Regions from separate parts of the Ovis aries genome. Here region 1 is linked to region 2. A link is a contact called in public Hi-C data. All regions are on one chromosome and are shown on one strand. Each heading gives the region's core, a stretch centred on a gene start, on an enhancer-like site or on the middle of the called end of the contact. The rest is flanking DNA. Distances are from core to core; before and after follow the strand shown.

Evidence for each region. Hi-C and Micro-C count contacts between places; a contact is called where the count stands out from the background.
Region 1: a Hi-C map of blood shows a contact between it and region 2, with 2.4 times the contacts expected there. The contact joins the promoter of NRSN2 here to the enhancer-like site in region 2. A contact is called at or near these places in 6 of 16 Hi-C or Micro-C datasets (blood, liver, mixed tissues and 2 more).

The regions. Positions count from the first base shown.
Region 1 is chr13:60,339,501-60,345,573 of ARS-UI_Ramb_v3.0, forward strand. It overlaps NRSN2 (neurensin 2), which reads right to left and starts at 2,729. Exons shown (of 3, transcript XM_004014464.5): 1 at 2,674-2,729.
Region 2 is chr13:60,262,282-60,268,125 of ARS-UI_Ramb_v3.0, forward strand. TBC1D20 (TBC1 domain family member 20) reads left to right here. Exons shown (of 7, transcript XM_042229965.1): 7 at 1-1,353. Among named protein-coding and RNA genes, the nearest start is that of TBC1D20, 19 kb to the left of the region's middle. Within about 2 kb of position 4,015, at least 12 of the 54 cell types and tissues checked have an H3K27ac peak or open chromatin away from gene starts, as enhancers often do. A contact at or near this core is called in liver, where this site is marked.

The DNA.
Region 1 (6,073 bases), core at 1,479-3,978, 76 kb after region 2:
TGGGGTGGGCCAGGTGCAGTGGACAGAGGGAGGGGTCAGTGAGGGCTGCCCATGGAGACTCTCCAAGGACCCCTGAGAGGTCATGCTCCTTTTACCTCTCCACACATTATAGGCACCTCACACTCAGCAGAGCCTGCCCTTCGGGAATGCTGGCCTGTCTTTCCCTGAGTATAGTGAGAATGAGCCAAGTCCGTGCATGTTTAGCCCATAGCCCGGCAATTTGTTGGTGGCAATAAATGTACATGTTAACTCTGGAGGTAGCCCAGGCTGGGACTGTGGGTTCTGGAGCCTGACTGGCTAGTTTGGAATCCAGGATCCACCACATCCTTGCTGTGTGACGTCCAACAAGTGTTTTCACCTCTCTGAGTCTCAGTTTCCTCAGCTGTAAAACAGAGCTGATCATATACCTGCTTCATACAGTCACTGTGTCCAGTGCCAAGAAATGATAGCTTCTGTGATTATCACTCTGATGTCTTTGTTGTTTCATCCTGAACGTCTCGAGTCCCATGTCTAGAGTGAGAGCTCCTCATCTCCATTTCTTCTCCAAATGTCTTCCCCTTAATTTCCTCGCCTTTCAAGGTATTCTGGGGGTTAACTGCCATGGCTGCCACTTGTCCCACAGGGGACAGCTCCCCGAACTGCAAGGTCCTCAAAAATCCCTCCCCAGGGCTGCCCTTTCAGAAGGCAAAAATCTCTAAGTCCCAAGACATCTTGACTCCACAGAAGGTGACAATCGGAGGCCTTCAGGCTACAGGGTTGAGGTTCAAGATCAGATTTCTATAGACACCTTTCTAAGGACCTTGCTTCTCACAAGTGGAGACACTGAGGCCTAGGGAATGGAGGGTATCCTTAGGACTAAAAGCAAAGGGGCTGTGAGATGCTGGGAGGGACTGGGCTCCCCTCCACCCCATGATGGCTCAAAGGCCCTCTGAACGCCTTCAAACAAAATGAAGTAATGTGCTCACACTGAAGGATAAAACAAATTTCTAGCCCCCTCTCATTTCTAAACTGTGGCCCTCAAATCCTTGTGTAGAGAGACTCACCAGCACACAAACAGATACCACAGTAACACACATACACACATACACCAGAGACATACACAGATAGATGCACACACACACCCCCCCCAACACAAACACACAAACACCACAGAGACATACAGACAGCCACACGTAGACCACGTAGAGACACGCAGCACAAAGAGACACACCACACAAACCCATATACACAGACACATACACACAGCGCGTATTGGAGGTAATCCTATGGATCCACACCGGCACACAGGTGCGGCTTAAAAACTCGCCCATAAATCGTAGCTCTCCACAACTCTCACCCAAAGCGCACGAGGGGAACGGAAAAAGTGTAAAAGACATCGCCCCGCCCTCTCTTCCGCAATTGACAGACAATGGGGAAAGGGCAAGACCAAAAGCGAAAGACGGAGAAAGAAGACCGACCGAAGTCGGTGAAGAGAGCCTGCGGCGCGGGGGCGGGGGCGGGGCAGGGGGCGGGGGGGCGGGGGTGGGCGGGGGCGGGGGCGGGGGCAGGGGCGGGGGCGGGGCAGGGGCGGGGGGGCGGGGCAGGGGCGGGGGGGGGGGGGGGGGGGGGGGGGGGGGGGGGGGGGGGGGGGGGGGGGGGGGGGGGCAGAGGCGGGACTCTACAGAAGGGTTGGCCAGAGCGGGGCCCGCCCAGGGGAGGAGGCCGGGGTGGGTGAGAAGACAACCACCACTGATGGATGGTCCTAGGGGAGGGGACAGGGAGGGGCGCGGGGGTTCGTCCGCCTGGGTTAGCTCCTCCCTTGCATCTCAATGTCCCTTTTCTCCAAACCCACACGATCACCTGATCCCACTGGCGTCGGAGCAGGAAGGTGACCTTGACGCTGACCCCGCGCTCGTCGACCTGGCCCCTCCCTTTCCTTTTAGGGTTGCCAGGAGGCGGACAGGCGGTGTGGGGAAGGGAGGGAGAGGATGCTGACGACCCCGGACCTAGGTTGCCATAGGAACCGCCAGGGAGCTGTCCTTAGGCAGGAAGCGGGAGGAGCTCCGGGAAGAGGAGGGGGCTCCTGGGTTCGGGGGATGGAGGCTGCGGCCAGGAGGTGAGCGATGACAGGCGCAAGGGCCAGAAGATGGATGGAGTCTCTCGCCTTAATGGGGTCTCAGTTCTCCTTCCCAGACCCCCAGACCCTCTCACTCCAGCATCCAATGTCTCTCTGGCCAGAAGGTGCCGGGGAGGGGGTGGTCGGAGGCCCAGGAAAGCAGGCCAACTCCTCCCGCCCCCTAACTCACACTGTTTCAGACCCGACCACAGGTTCCCTGGTCGAGATTAAGCGCATCCTTTTCCCTAGAGGGAAACTGAGGCAGAGAGGGGTGGGGATGAGTTTTCCGCAGAGAGGTGGGTGGGGTCTTGTCCTGGAGGCCTCCGCCCAGCCTATCGACCCTGAAGGGTCTCGGAGCGTGGGGGCTGGTGCGGGGTGGCTGGTGAGACCTCTGACCCCTGCTCCTTCCCTGGGACCCCACCTCCCAAAGCCCGAGGCACACCAGGGCTGGGGCACCGCCGTTCTGCCAGAGGAGGGACACGGCCAAACTGGGGATGCGGCAGGGATGGGGGGCTCTCCGGGTCTTGGGAGGAGGAGGGGCGGGGGTCGGGCCGCGCGTGGAGCGGGGCTGAGCTCACCTCTTGGTCCGCGGTCTCTGCTGAGCGCGAGCACAAGCAGAGCAGAAGCTGGTTGTGTTGGCGCCTGCGCCGCAGTCGGGGGGCGGGGGGTGACACGGGGGTGGCGGGGGCGCCAGCCCGCCCCGAGGGCTGGCTCTGCAGATTGCGGACCCCTGCAGGGCTGTGAGCCCCTCTCCCCTTCCAAGAAGTGCCTTCTCCCTCTGAGACCCCAGACCCCTCGCGGGGACCCCACCACCTCCCTGGACCCGACTCCCTCATGCAGTCCCTCAAACTCCTCCCCTGACTGCTCCATCAATCTCTCAGCCCTCTGACTGAAGACCCTTGACTCTGCTGAACCTTCACTTCCTCACTTGGAGAAAAGGAAATCAACCCTGAATATTCATTAGAAGGACTAATGCTGAAGCTGGAGCTCCAATACTTTGGCCACCTGATGTGAGGAGCTGACTCTAGAAAACACCCTGATGCTGGAAAGATTGAAGGCAGGAGAAGGGGACAAGAGAGGATGAGGTGGTTGGATGGCATCACCGGCTCAATGGACATGAGTTTGAGCAAACTCCAGGAGATGGTGAAGGACAGGGAAGCTTGGCACACTGCAGTCCATGCAAAGAGCTGGACACCACTGAGCAACTGAACACCATCATTTCCTCACTGCATCCTTGGTTCCCTCTGGGCCTCCATCTCCCTCAGGGACCCCTCACTCCCTCCTCTCCTGGCCACAGCCCCATCCTCTTCACAGACTCCCTGCTCTCTCTTCCAGCCCCCACCCATGGTTGAGCCCCACCTTTCTCCCCCTGGGTTCCTACTAAGAAGTGCCCTCCTGATTGCATCAGAATCCCCTTGTCTGACTAAAGTCCTCACCCTCTCACCGAGTCCCCCATCTTTTGTCCATTCTCTCCCTCTGTGAGTCCCTACCCCTTGCTGAGGATGGGCGCCACTTAGCTTCAGAAGGGAGCTGGTGTGGGAGAGGAGGTGTTGGGGGAGACAAGTTCTTTCTCTTCTGGAAGGATCCTCCCTTGCTCTCTCTCCCAGCATACCCCTAGCTCCATCCTGGGGAGTGTGTGTCTTCCCGCCCATCTCCCTGGAGAGCCAGCCCTTGCCAGGCAGCCTCATTCCTTGTCATGTGTCCACCCACAGCCTGGGCTTTGTCCCACTTTTACTGTATGGTCTTGGCAAAGTCACCACGCCTCTCCAAGCTTCTTCAGGCACCACTGCACACATGTGCTTTCATGCCCTGAGTGTCCAGTCTGTCTTTCCTTGGGTTGGAAGTGGGGGACACAGGGATGCATGAACTCTGCAAAGTGAAGACACTTCCTCTTCACTCACTATTGTATCCCCGAGCCTCACATGGCACTTGGCATTGAACTGGGAGCTCAGTAGACACGTATTGAACACAGACTAATAGTAGCAAATATACGATGCTCCGGGAGTGCAAAGGGTTTCTTTAAGTGCTTTGTATGCCCTGCTTACACACTTTTAATTGCATATGTGTGTGTGAGAGAGGGAGAGAGGAAGAGGAATTCCTGGAAGTCAAGACTGAAGCCCTCCTCTGTGACAGGAGATGAAGCTGGAGAGGCAGGCAGACCTGAGATCCTTCAAGGCCTCACAAGCCAAGGTAAGGAATTTGGCTTTCAACCCAAGAGTAGTAGGGAGCCATGGAAAGGTTGTAAAGAGGCAAGGGATGTGCTCTGATCTGCACTCTGAAAAGATCTGTCTGGCTGCCAATCCCTTGGAAGAACAGGATAGAAAGCTCAAGCATGGTAACAAGTCAGTCAGTCAGTTCAGTCGCTCAGTTGTGTCTGACTCTTTGTGACCCCATGAATCGCAGCACGCCAGGCCTCTCTGTCCATCACCAACCCCCGGAGTTCACTCAGACTCACATCCATCGAGTCAGTGATGCCATGCAGCCATCTCATCCTCTGTCATCCCCTTCTCCTGCCCCCAATCCTTCCCAGCATCATGGTCTTTTCCAATGAGTCAACTCTTCGCATGAAGTGGCCAAAGTATTGGAGTTTCAGTGCCAGCATCAGTCTTTCCAATGAATATTAAGTACTGATCTCCTTTAGGATGGACTGGTTGGATCTCCTTGTAGTCCAAAGGACTATCAAGAGTCTTCTCCAACACCACAGTTCAAAAGCATCAATTCTTTGGCGCTCTGCCTTCTTCACAGTCCAACTCTCACATCCATACATGACCACTGGAAAAACCAAAGCCTTGACTAGACGGACCTTTGCTGGCAAAGTAATATCTCTGCTTTTTAATATGCTATCTAGGTTGGTCATAACTATCCTTCTAAGGAGTAAGCGTCTTTTAATTTCATGGCTGCAGTCACCATCTGCAATGATTTTGGAGCCCCCCAAAATAAAGTCTGACACTGTTTCCACTGTTTCCCCATCTATTTGTCATGAAGTGATGGGACCGGATGCCATGATCTTAGTTATCTGAATGTTGAGCTTTAAGCCAACTTTTTCACTCTCCTCTTTCACTTTCATTAAGAGGCTTTTAGTTCCTCTTCACTTTCTACCATAAAGGTGTTGTCATCTGCATATCTGAGGTTATTGCTATTTCTCCCAGCAATCTTGATGCCAGCTTGTGTTTCTTCCAGCCCAGCGTTTCTCATGATGTACTCTGCATAGAAGTTAAATAAGCAGGGTGACAGTATACAACCTTAATGTACTCCTTTTCAAGCTATTTGAAACCAGTCTGTTGTTCCATGTCTAGTTCTAACTGTTGCTTCCTGACCTGCATATAAGTTTCCCAAGAGGTGGTCTGGTATTCCCATCTCTTTCAGAATTTTCCACAGTTTATTATGATCCACACAGTCAAAGGCTTTGGCATAGTCAATAAAGCAGAAATAGATGTTTTTCTGGAACTTTCTTGCTTTTTCCATGATCCAGTGGATGTTGGCAATTTGATCTCTGGTTCCTACGCTTTTTCTAAAACCAGCTTGAACATCTGGAAGTTCACAATTCATGTATTACTGAAGCCTGGCTTGGAGGATTTTGAGTATTGCTTTACTAGTGTGTGAGATGAGTGCAATTGTGCAGTAGTTTGAGCATTCTTTGGAATTGCCTTTCTTTGGAATTGGAATGAAAACTGACCTTTTCCAGTCCTGTTGCCACTGCTGAGTTTTCTGAAGTTGCTGGCATATTGAGTGCAGCACTTTCACAGCATCATCTTTCAGGATTTGGAATAGCTCAACTGGAATTCCATCACCTCCACTAGCTTTGTTCGTAGTGATGCTTTCTAAGGCCCACTTGACTTCACGTTCCAGGATGTCTGGCTCTGGGTGAGTGATCACACCGTAGTGATTATCTTGGTCGTGAAGATCTTTTTTGTACAGTTCTTCTGTGTACAAAGGAGAACAAAGGAGGCTCCACATTAGAGATGATGTCTCCTTGCC
Region 2 (5,844 bases), core at 2,765-5,264:
TTTTTCTTTCTTGTTACTCTTCCACAAGGCACATAGTGGTTATAAAAATGTACATTTACTACTATTTTTAGAATTACACACATCCAACATGTAAAGTACCATCACTTTTAAAATAATAATTCCTTCATGGAAGAAAAAAATAGTTCTCATCAGAACGATGAGCTTCTAAAACCCTGAGGTTTCCTTTCTACTCAAACATTTAACATTTCACTTCAGCCAGAGTTGCTGTTTGTAAACAGCCCCGCACGTCCACAGTGCCCACTTCTGTCCAGCTTCCCTTCCTTCCTTCATGTTTTCCTTCAGTCCCCCTTCTACCCCCAGATCAGTATCCAGTCATGACCTTGGCTTTGTTTTTTGCGTTTGACCTATCTCTTCAGCTGCTGGTCTCTCCTTCCTGGTTGGAAATGTCACTGGGACCTTGTCAGCACCCAGAAAGGGACGAACTGCAGCCTGAAGCATGTGGTGGGAGCCTGGGACAGCCAGCCCCGCTGCTCCAGGCTTCCTAAGGACTCTCCGGGCCTTAGGGAACACGATGCATATTCAGTTCTTCTGATACGGCTTTTCATGTAAGCAAACCTAGGTTTGTTTTAGATTAACTGTGGCTTGGAAAAAAGTGCCTTTTGCTGCTTTGAAGAACTGGGGGGTGTGGTAAGAAGCAGCCAAGTACTTTTCTTCTCCTGGTCTGTCTCGGGCACTGTTCTCTCTTGGCAGGTATTTTCTTAAACATGCCAGAGGCACTCCCTCCCACCACACCAGACCTCGACATCCTCCTCATATTCTCACAGTGTGCAGAGTGGTTAGGAGAGGCATCTACTTACATGAGTTACACTAAGCACTTTACAACCAAAAACAACGGATCATTCTCCATAGCAGGAGTCCCATCTGGGGCTAGCGTGATATGGATGGATTAATCTAGAAGGAGGTAGATTTGTCAAGACAGCAGGAATGTTTCCGAGACCCAGATGATGTGACAGGTATTCCCAGTCTTCCACAGCAAGTTTGTCTCGTCATCTTTGCAAGTGGACAGCGTCGGCCCCTCCTGCCACAAACTCTCGGGTCCGTCTGTAAATACTGAAGGGAAGTCATGGGGAAGTTGTAGGGGGGAGGTGCATGTGATCAAAGTCCCGAGGCCACGGTTTTTTGGATTCCAGGAAAGCAGGTGGCATTTGCTTCTGTTGTGGCCTAGAAAGGAGAAAGTTCTTATGATTTATAGCTTTGCTGACATGAGGATTAGCCCCTGCCAATGAGAAGAAAGTGTTTTTACCTTCAAGTGGTTTACTATTCTGTAAAGAATACATGTAAATATTTTGTACAGAGCCCTGTATGAAATAAACAGCCATATGTGGTTACTGACCCCTCTTGTCGTTCTTCCCTTGTTGGAGTGGCTCTGCATTTAGACATCTGGATGCTCCCTCCCTCCACCCCTGACCTGGAGCAGTGCCTTAGGCCGTGGACTCTTGGTTAGCTTTGACTTACCTGGAGAACTTGAAACAGTTTCTTTGTCACCTGAGGCAAGAACTCACTTGTCTGGGTTTACTGTTTCCTTGCCCCAGAGGGAGACAAGGGGCTGAAGGCTGAGCAGGCGTCACTTGGCTCTCTGACTGTGTCCCACCACCATAGGCCAGCTGCCCATGCTGTCCTTTGATTTGACTCACGGAGGATACAGGGCTGGCCAGGACACCACTCTGCCTCTGGGAGCTCACCAGAGAGCTGCATTGAAGGAGCAATGTATTTTCAGTAGCAGTTTCATAGTTGGTTAAATGTAAAGAGAAATTTGATAAATGGAAAACTGAAGGAAAGGTATGTGTGGTGTAATAAATATTTGGGTTTTGTCACCAGTTCCCCTAAAAGCCTTAGAATTTTGAGTGATAAGGGTGTCTTTTGTTGTTCATAATGATTTCCTTTTGATTCCAACTGGGTTGATAATTGAGGTGAGTTAAGGTTGGACCCCTCAATAGCCTTAGGATGGGATAGAACACCAGAAAGATACAGTGGGGAATTATTTTCACTTTTTATTTTGTATTGGAGTATAGCTGATTAGCAAACAGCGTGATAGTTTCACGTGAACAGTGAAGGGACTCATCCATACATATACATGTACCCATTCTCCCCTAAACACTTCTCCCATCTAACCTGCCACATAACACTGAGCAGAATTCTATGTGCTATACAGTAGGGCCTTGTTGGTTATCCATTTTAAATACAGCAGTGTGTACCTATTCACCCCAAACTCACTCTCTATCCCTTCCCCCATCCCCACCCCTCCACCCTGGCAACCGTAAGCTGGTTCATGAAGTCTGTATGTTTCTGATTTCTAAGTAAGTTTATTCATATCATGTTTTTAAGATTCTACATATGAGGGATGTCATATTTCTCCTCCTTTGTGTGAATTTCTTCACTCAGTATGACTAGGTCCATCCATGTTTTTGCAAATGGCATTATTTCATTTATTTTAATGAGAAATACTCCATTGTGTACACGTGTCACATCTTTATCCATTCCTCTGTCGATGGACATTTAGGTAGCATCCATGTCTTGGCTGTTGTAAACAGTGCTGCAGTGAACACTGGGGTGTGTATTTCCTTTCAGATCATGTTTTTCCCTGGACATATGCCCAGGTGGGATTGCAGGACCATTTTAGTGTTTTAGTAACCTCCATACTGTTCTCCATAGTGGCTATACCAACTTACATAGTGGGAATTTTGAGCCTCACCAGTGACCTGGGAGGGGAGAAGAGGCTGGACATTGAGGGCTGCAGAAACTCTTGGTTCAGAAGTTCAGAGAGTTGCTGGGTTGCTGAATACATCAAAGTGCTGGGAGGATCACATGGCCCGCAATGGCTTGGGAATACTGCAGCCCTCCCGCCATTCCTTGCCCTACGCATCTCTTTTATTTGGCTGTTAGTGAGTTGCATCCTTTACAGTAAATCAGTACATGTAAGTGAAGTGTTTTCTTGAGTTCTGTGAGCACTTCCAGCAAATTAGTGAACCTGAGAGGGTTTTGTGGAAACTGGTGAACTTGTAGTTGACCAGGCAGAAGTGTAGGTGGTCTGGGCACCACATTTGCAACTGGATCTGAGATGGGACAGCCTTGTGGGACTAAGCCCTTTAACTTGTGGCATCTGATGCTAACTCCCCAGGTAGATAGTGTCAGAACCAGATTGAATTACTGGATGCCCAGTTGACGTTGGAGAATTGGAGAAGCATGATATCATAAAGTATTACACAACACACAAGGCTGAAGGAAAAACTGTAAAAATAACAGCTGAATAAAAAGTGTGGGTGTTTTGTACAGAGATGGGAGTGTGCATTGTCAATGGGGCTCAGGCGGAGGAGAGTTTTGAGATCTGTGGAAAGCAACTGGAACTCCCCCGGTAGGCAATTTGTAGGGTGAGGATGGGCCATGACCAAAACTCGGTTTGGAGAGAGTGACTGGTAACATGATGGCAAATGTGTCTCTCGTTGGCAATGTGAGCTTCTCCAAGGCACTACATCTCTCAAACTCATTGTCAGTGACAGTAAAATAGAGATAGTCTCAACCCACCATGGATGGTTTAATGAACTGACGTTTGTGAAAACGTCTTACAAACTGAAGTTATACAAGTATTTTGATTTCATTTCCGTGAACATATATGGATCAGTAAACACCTTAATTCAGCCTTGCACTTGGGCCCTGGGAGCTCATCCCTGGATTAAGTGGCAATTGAAAGGAAGAATGGGCCAGAAGCTTCTGCCAAATACGACTACCAGATGGTGGCACCTGAGCTCAGCCTGGCTTGCGTACTTCCATTTGCCCTACCGTCCCCTCCATGTTTGCTGCTGGTGGATCCTGCTGCTTTTTTCCCAGTTCTCAAAGGCTCTTTTCTCCAGATTTAACATATGGTTGGAATTTGTCAAGCAGCCTTTGTGAGCTGGCAAGGCTGTGGGCTTGCCTCCAGCTTCCTGCTTTTTAAGTGAGTGGCTTTCATGGCAGCCCCAGACACTAGAAGACGACACGTGTTACTCTGACACAGGCTGTGGGGCCCATTCACCACTTCCTGCCCACATCAGCAGCTGCTCTTTATCTGAGCAGTGTGCTTCCACTGGCCCTGGAGAGAAAAACTGTGTCACACAAGTACCTCTGGGACCTCCTGCTGCCTCCTCAGGTCAATGGCTTGAGTCCAAAGCCTGTGGGTTTGGTTTCAAGTCCGCCCCGGAGAGTTCATGCCAGGGCCCTGTTTGGGGTGACTCCTTGCGAGAGGGTGGTGCCTCCACTTGACTGCAGTGGGGAGCACTTGTGAGCCTGCCCATCTTAGGTTCTTCACCCACCGGCATGTGATGTATGGTGCTGGAAGCTAGAACCCTAGGACAGCCCTGCACCCTCCCATTTGCCCTCCTGACCCCCCTATTTGGCTGCAGCAGACATAAACCCGCTTGCACGCTTTGGTGCAGATGGAGTGGGCCAAGTAAAAGATTCGGCCCATGCGGTTCCCACTTCCCTCTTGTCCTCACTTTTTTGACACAGCCATGGGTAAAGAAACATTTCATTAACATTTCTTAGTACTCAATGCCAAAAGAATGGTGCAAGGACACTGGGAAGTGTGGTGTGACAAGCTCTAGGGGTGAAGGACTGCAGTGAGCTGGATCAGGAACATCATGTGATCTGGACCTGCCACGTGGAAATGAGGACCCAGATTACCAAGCTTCAGTGTTTTTCAAGAGAAGTTGGGCATCTAGATTTTAATGTAGCATCTTCAATTTAAAAATACTGGCAACCAATTCAAGTTTATAAAACAAGACTAGGTAGACTGGTTATAGCCTGGGGCTTAGTAGTTCGTGCCTGTGCACCAAAAGAGTGGTCTACTTTGCTCCACAATAGGCTTCTACGGTTCACCAAGGCCAAGACAGGCCCTGGCAAGAGAGGGAGGGTGGAGGAGCTGGTGAGAGCAAGCACTTGGTCCTGGTCTGGGTGGGCCCCGTGCTCTCCTGGAGCCCAGCTCAGCTCAGCTTGCTGTTTCCTCTGGTCAGTGGCTCTGCCTGACTCCTTCTTACTCCCAGGGAGGGAAAGCCTTCATGATTCATGAGCTGATGCAGAGCAGGAAAGCGCTCACATTATCTCACCTCTCTGCTCACAGACCCTGGGGTCAACTCTCTTGAGCCTTGGCACCCAGGACCAGAATGGCAGTTCCTTTCTAGGGTCTAAAATAAGCCCTTCTCCTCCTCTCCCTCCAAATGGCACCTCCCAATTCCTGGTGGCTCAGACAGTAAAGCATATTCCTATAAGATGCGAGACCCAGGTTTGATCCCTGGGTTGGGAAGATTCCTGGAGGAAATGACAACCCACTCCAGTATTCTTACCTGGAAAATCCCATGGACAGAGGACAGAGAGGGCTACAGTCCATGGGGTCCCAAAGAGTTGGACATGACTGAGCAACTAACACTTTCAAAAATCCTGGAGCCTGGAGTCTAGACTGTGAGCCGCAAAGATGCCCTCCACCTGTTGTAATGATGCTCCACATCCTGGCTCAGACAGTGTGCTGGCCTTCATTGGGGGCAGGGGGTAGTTAGAGGGGTCCAAGTAGGGGGTAAAAACTTCCAGAATCAACACCCAGAACCATATTTTATTCATCTGACCAGCACAGAATAGGTCTAGTAAAGAGCACTGGACCAATAATGTGCCATCTTATTGCAGATGTTAAAAATGCTCACAGCATCACCCTGCAACAGCGGCATGTTCACCTCTTCCTGAAATATCTCTGTTCCCTGACAGTGGATGCCCACTGAGAGGCTAGAAATTCACAGCAAGAATTTCCTGCCAGCCTGTAGCTGCTGCCCCAGCCCCTCCCGCCCCGCCTGAAGCCCACAC